Regions from separate parts of the Mus musculus genome. Here region 1 is linked to region 2. A link is a contact called in public HiChIP or PLAC-seq data. All regions are on one chromosome and are shown on one strand. Each heading gives the region's core, a stretch centred on a gene start, on an enhancer-like site or on the middle of the called end of the contact. The rest is flanking DNA. Distances are from core to core; before and after follow the strand shown.

Region 1 (2,867 bases), core at 357-2,856, 360 kb before region 2:
TCCTGAGTCCCCGGCACTAGCACTTTCTGGGGGACTGTGTAGAAACAAAGTGTTCTTTGGCATCCAAACTGAGAGAGAGAGGCAGGTGGCAGCCCTTCTTGAGATATGAGGTGGCCATCTTATCAGATCTTTGCCCTGGAGCTCATGAAAAGCCTTTCTGTTGTGTTATTTGCAGTGCAGATGATGTCCTTGTGGCAACTTAATGGTTCTTCACTTTTTTTTCCTTCAATTTTAATTTTTTTTTTTTTTGCTGTGTTATCAAAAACTTGAATACTGTGAGAAGTGAATTTTCAGTTGATGAATCAGCATCTTGTTCCCATGGTGATAACACTAATTGAATATATCTATGAGGGCATGTATTAGTTATTGGAAAACAATACAACACTAACAATACATAGCTGCAATGTTGTACAATGGCTGATTTAACTAAATAAAATGTATAAGTGTTAAGTGTTGCAGTGGTGGTTTTGTCCTTCTTTATGACCAGTCTATTTTAGGAGAATCAGAGGTTGTTAAATGAGGTCAACATGAAGCCAACAGAAACACATGAATTACCTTTGTTTTTCCTTTGTGATTTTATTTAATAATATTCTGAGAGGCCAAACGGTAGCATGTGGACTAGCTCACCACAGCCCTGAGGAACTTTTATTCTTACTGTTACTCAACTGGGCAAAACAAGACATTTTTTAATGAATTTTTTTAAATTTTGAGGCTATCTAGTAAATGAAAAGTAGGAGCTTTTAAGGATGTTGAGGGAAGGGAACTGGGGAATCTGATCAGTAACACAGAGGGCAAGGCCACAGGAATTTGATCCATTTATGTATAATGACAGCAGTATGAGACAGACTTTCGGGACAGCAGTAAACCCTGGCATTTCCTTTTTTGTTTTGCAGCCAGAGAACAGGAAATTAAAGGAATATATTCATACAAAGACAAGGCAGGAATATTCAAATTGTAATCCTTTGGAGTGTTTGGGTTTTAAAAAGCAAAACAACAAAATCGCATTATCAATCATTCTCTCTCTCTCTCTCTCTCTCTCTCTCTCTCTCTCTCTCTCTCTCTCTCCCTCCCTCCCTCCGTGTGTGTGTGTGTGTGTGTGTGTGTGTGTGTATGTGTGTGTCCCCTGTCTGTCTTGTATGTCTACAGTGAAAGCAAAAGAAATGCTTAAAACTGAGTGAGTTTATTTAAATCTTACTGCAACATCAATAGGCCAGCTAGATTTGTATTGTCTCTTGTTCATTAACAAGATCTTCTGGGTCTGGGATCACCATAACAACACTAAAGAAAACAGAATATTAAAGTTTGTGCCCTCCCACCCCCAAGTAGCAGTAGATGTGTCCCTGTCATTTGCTTACTGGGCTCTGTTTTCTACTTACTGCAACTCTGGGTTTGCCTGGCACTGGATGTAGAACATTGAATAGCAAGAGAAAATATGAAAATATGGTATCTTCTCATACTTAGCTTCGTGCAAACCCAGTTTTGAAAGTAAGCTTTTGTGACTCATATGCCCTTTTACAAAAATATATTTAGAAGTGGGGCTGAGAGAGCCTCTAATCTAAGGGAAGATGATAGATAGCTTGTAAATGGTCTGTATTAGTCATACAGAGGTGTAAACTCACACACATGCATAGACGCTAAGCATCAATTGGAAATGAGACTGCTCGTGGGAGCCATTCAGTTGATGTCAGCTTGGAGAGCCTGGTTATGGGCAAATGCCAGGCATGAGAATAGGTCAGATGGAAAGAAACTAAACAAATTTTTAATGAAAACCTAAATCAATGCTAATTTTTCTTGAGTGGCAGATTCTCTCGAGATAATCTGCCTGCTTTCATTAAAAAAGCATATTAAAACTTTGTGAAAACTGAATCCATCATCTCTACTTAAAAACAATACTTTCTTTCCCTTGGGTGAGCTGCTATTTCTGAGTCCTATCTACTCACACCAGAATCCAATGACAGTCTTGCAATGTACCACATGAGTAAATAGGTAATACAACGTCATCTCAGGGCAAAAACGATATTTAAGAACATCTTTTAAATAGTTAAGAGAAAAACAGACCCATTTCCCAGGTTCGTTGTTTGTTTTTTACACAAATTAAATTCTTGTTTATACACAGACATTCTCAAATATTAAAAGGCCCCAGCCATTTTCTGTTAGTGCCACACAATGGAGCAAATAGTATATTAAGGTGTACTTAGAATCTAAAGGTGCTTGAGGATATAGTGGTTCTGTGTGTGCACATGTACATACACCCATATATCAACAGTGATATTTCTACTAATTCAATAGAGTGACAGATTCAGCCACTGTGGGATGTTGAATTCAGAGACTACTTGAAAGTTTTAGAGGCAACATGACAAAATAATTAAATGTGTTGTTTATAGTTAAATGTGTGGTTTTGAAGGTTAAATGTGCGGTGTTTTATGGTTAAATGTGTGGTTTTGAGTAAGACCTGGGTTGGAATCCACTCAGCGGGGTTAGCACAAACTCCTTTGTCCTTTGTGAAAGCTAGTTTTTAGAAGACAATTTCCTCACCAGGAAGATAGAACAGTTCTTGCCACATGGACATCATCCTGCAGATGCAGACAAAAGCTACAAGCTATGACCTGATACCACAGAAGCCAGTGTGCCGCAGAATCTTTTTTAATACATATCCACACGTGCTATCAGTCCACACTTGGGATTGAGCAAGCTCAGAGCCAGTGTTAAAGACCTTAATACAATTGCTCTCGATTAGAACGCCAAACCACTTCCCGTGCCAGAATCACTGCCCCACTGTCACGCTCAGCCTGATGTTCAGGGAGGGACTCCAAGAGTTCTTTCTCAATCGGTCTGCATAACAGCTCTTGTTTCCATTCCTTTTTCAA
Region 2 (2,834 bases), core at 30-2,529:
GATGGTGCATGTTCTTTAAGGTCCGCTAAAAAGTCACCACCTTTGAAAAGCACTTATTTTCATTCAAGCAAGACTTATAAAGCTCTGTCCATGGAGTAAAGATGGCCAAATATACATGCCAATTTTTGCAACTTAAAGGAAAATGGAAACATTGTCTCTTTAGACTTTTTCAACCTGAACATTTAAATGAAGTAATAAATATAACGAATAAATTATCTTGTTAAGCATTACAGTTTGACTGTCCCTTTTCACTCTCTGAACCTTTTCTACCATTGGAATCATATTAGGAAGTGAGGTCTTTAAGAAGTTATTGCATTATAAGGATTCTGCCCCGCTGTGGAGATTAACACCATTATAAAAGGGCCAGTTAGACCTTTCTTGCAACCTATTTCCCCCTTCACCTTCCACTATGTGCTGAAGACCAGTTAGCACTTTTTTTGGTGACAAGGGCAGGGCCCACAGTGGATTGTATGCTAGTCACATAGCCTATGTGACCACTCTCCTAAATGGATGAGTAACTCTGGTGGGAGGTTAGACTGAGGGAGAAAGGCATACATTGTGTGGACTGTTTACTGGGTCAGTCATGATGCACTCAAAACCAATCAGTCCCAACACAGACACAGCTCAGCGGAAGAATCTTTGATAAACTTGCACAAGGCCCTGGGTTCAATACTAAATGCTATTATAACAAACAAAGAGACACTCCTACAGCAGACCTCAGTCTCCATTTAGTTCCCACAGTACGTCTCAAAGAACACTGGGCAGGAATCTTCTGCATGTTCCCTAGATAAAGTTATGATCCCTCCAATAACTTCTTGTTCCTTTTTGAGTCTGAGACAATGAGTAGGAAACCACTGTCTCTGGGTGGCTTTGGTGACCCTGACCATAAACACCCTAACTCTCCAAGTTAAGCTCACCAAGCGTAGAGAAAGGCTTGGTAGCTCTCAAATAGTCAGAAAGCCCCCAACTAGACACTAGACTCAAGAAGTATGACCCAATCAAGAAATTTCTCCTCCCTGGGTCTACCTAGTCGGAAGCATTGTTTTATCAACACAAAATAGATTAAGGAACTAGGAAAATAAGACGTAATTATGTATGGTGATATTGAGATAGGATGGAAAGACAGGGAAGATTATGTGTGTTAGATGTGTTAGATCCAAAGCAGGCCCCCAAAATTCCAGTGCTGTTGCCAGTGTCCTAAGATTATAGCCTGGGCCTAACCCAGGTATGACTCTGACTGGGTAAATAGAAAGATTGTTATTAGTTAAACAGGAAATTAACCTCGACATGCCTCAGGGATCGCACAAGATGGGTTTTGTTTACCAGGAAAGTCACTACTTCCTACATGGTCAACTACCTCAGGCAAAATCATCTAGCTCCCAAATAACTCAAATAGCCCACAACAGATTAAAGTCTCCATTCTAACCACCAGGTTGTTCTGGCCCATGTGCCTTCTCCTGCTACCACTAACTTCCCAATGAAACAAGCAAGCCTGCTGTTCTCTACTCTCTGTGACGGCTAAGCAGTTTGTTTCCCAATAAACTGTTTTTTTCTAGCCACAGAATGGTCTAGTTAAATGGTTTCCCTTTGTCTTCACTTACAGAGAGAGGCAGAGAGGAAATGGGTCTGAGGTCTCATAAAAATGAGCACACACACAGAAGTAATCTTGCAAGGCAAGAAGTTTTCCTTGTGTAGAAAAGTGAAGCTGTGAAAATTCAGGCAAGCAAGCACACCTAGCAGGAAATCGGCTAAGATGTTACAGCTAGTGCAAGGGCCCTATGCCTCACTTAAGTGGTCAGAGCTCAGCCTGAACATTTTTGCACCATGAGTTAATATAGAATGGTATAGTTTCTATGAAGAGATAAAAACTCAGCAATATTTTGAATATAGAAACTGCTCACCCAAGAGGGCATTTTAACAAATGGTGACTCTTTAAAACATTGGAGATTCTCTTGGCTTATTTAACTCTTTGTTAGAAAAGATAATACATCTTATGTTAATTTCTCATGACTGGGAGGAACAGAGTTTTTCATCATTGTGCTAAGAAGTTCGATGGGCATCAGCAAGTTCAGAGGCCACTGGGGATGGACAAGTCCCTTCATGATTTGCTTTGGACTCAAACTCCCATCCACAATAAAAAGGTGAAGGTTTTAGGGCTTAGTGATCCTATTGGGTGCCTAGGGGAACTGCTTCTTTCTGGTCCAAAGAATGAAATATGAATTCTACTTCTAGGCAGAAAAATGACATTTTTAAAAAGATTTATTTAATATATGTGAATATTCTGTAGATATTTTCAGACACACTAGAAGAGGACATCAGATTATATTACAGATGGTTGTGAGCCACAATGTGGTTGCTAAGAATTGAACCCAGGACCTCTGAAAAAGCAGTCAGTGCTCATAACTGCTGAGCCATCTCTCCAGCCCCCCAAATGACATTCTGATCTGACCCAAAGATTAGAACATTGCATATTACTGTCCCTTCTCTTAAGAGTTAATGCGTCTGGGCCAGGATGATCATCTGGCTATGAGGCCAATCCCCTGGAAAGCAAATTCTCCTGAGGATACACTAAGAAGATGGGAGGGATAATTGTCTGCTAAAGAGGTAACGTGTCTTTATCTCAGAGCCCTCCCTAGAGGCAGTTGTTGGCAGATCTTCACTGAGATCCCTGCCTACTTTTCAGAATTCAGATTTGAAAACCGATCTTTTTCATTTTTATCTCTTCTTTGAATACGAACCAAAATCTTAAACAGACTGGTCTTGAAACTGTAGTCTTTTCTTATGAATCTGCTTGCCTGCAAACCTCTATTGCTGGCCCTAACTCAAAAGGCATT

The links. HiChIP or PLAC-seq counts read pairs in DNA pulled down with a chosen protein or histone mark.
Region 1: a contact with region 2 is called in a FOXA1 HiChIP or PLAC-seq map of pancreatic cancer cells. The contact joins two enhancer-like sites. A contact is called at or near these places in 2 of 15 datasets of contacts at CTCF or cohesin (large pre-B cells and pro-B cells), 14 of 484 Hi-C or Micro-C datasets (B cells, the C10 cell line, CD8 T cells and 11 more), 4 of 115 datasets of contacts at active chromatin or transcription factors (embryonic stem cells, epiblast stem cells, large pre-B cells and 1 more) and 1 of 9 other capture datasets (liver).

What each region holds. Positions count from the first base shown.
Region 1 is chr3:126,919,195-126,922,061 of GRCm38.p6, reverse strand. It overlaps Ank2 (ankyrin 2, brain), which reads left to right. Exons shown (of 48, transcript NM_001327938.1): 48 at 1-455. Among named protein-coding and RNA genes, the nearest start is that of Gm25501, 85 kb to the left of the region's middle. Within about 2 kb of position 1,606, at least 46 of the 459 cell types and tissues checked have an H3K27ac peak or open chromatin away from gene starts, as enhancers often do. A contact at or near this core is called in muscle stem cells and pancreatic cancer cells, where this site is marked.
Region 2 is chr3:126,559,721-126,562,554 of GRCm38.p6, reverse strand. No RefSeq gene overlaps it. Among named protein-coding and RNA genes, the nearest start is that of Camk2d, 36 kb to the left of the region's middle. Within about 2 kb of position 1,279, at least 12 of the 459 cell types and tissues checked have an H3K27ac peak or open chromatin away from gene starts, as enhancers often do. A contact at or near this core is called in muscle stem cells and pancreatic cancer cells, where this site is marked.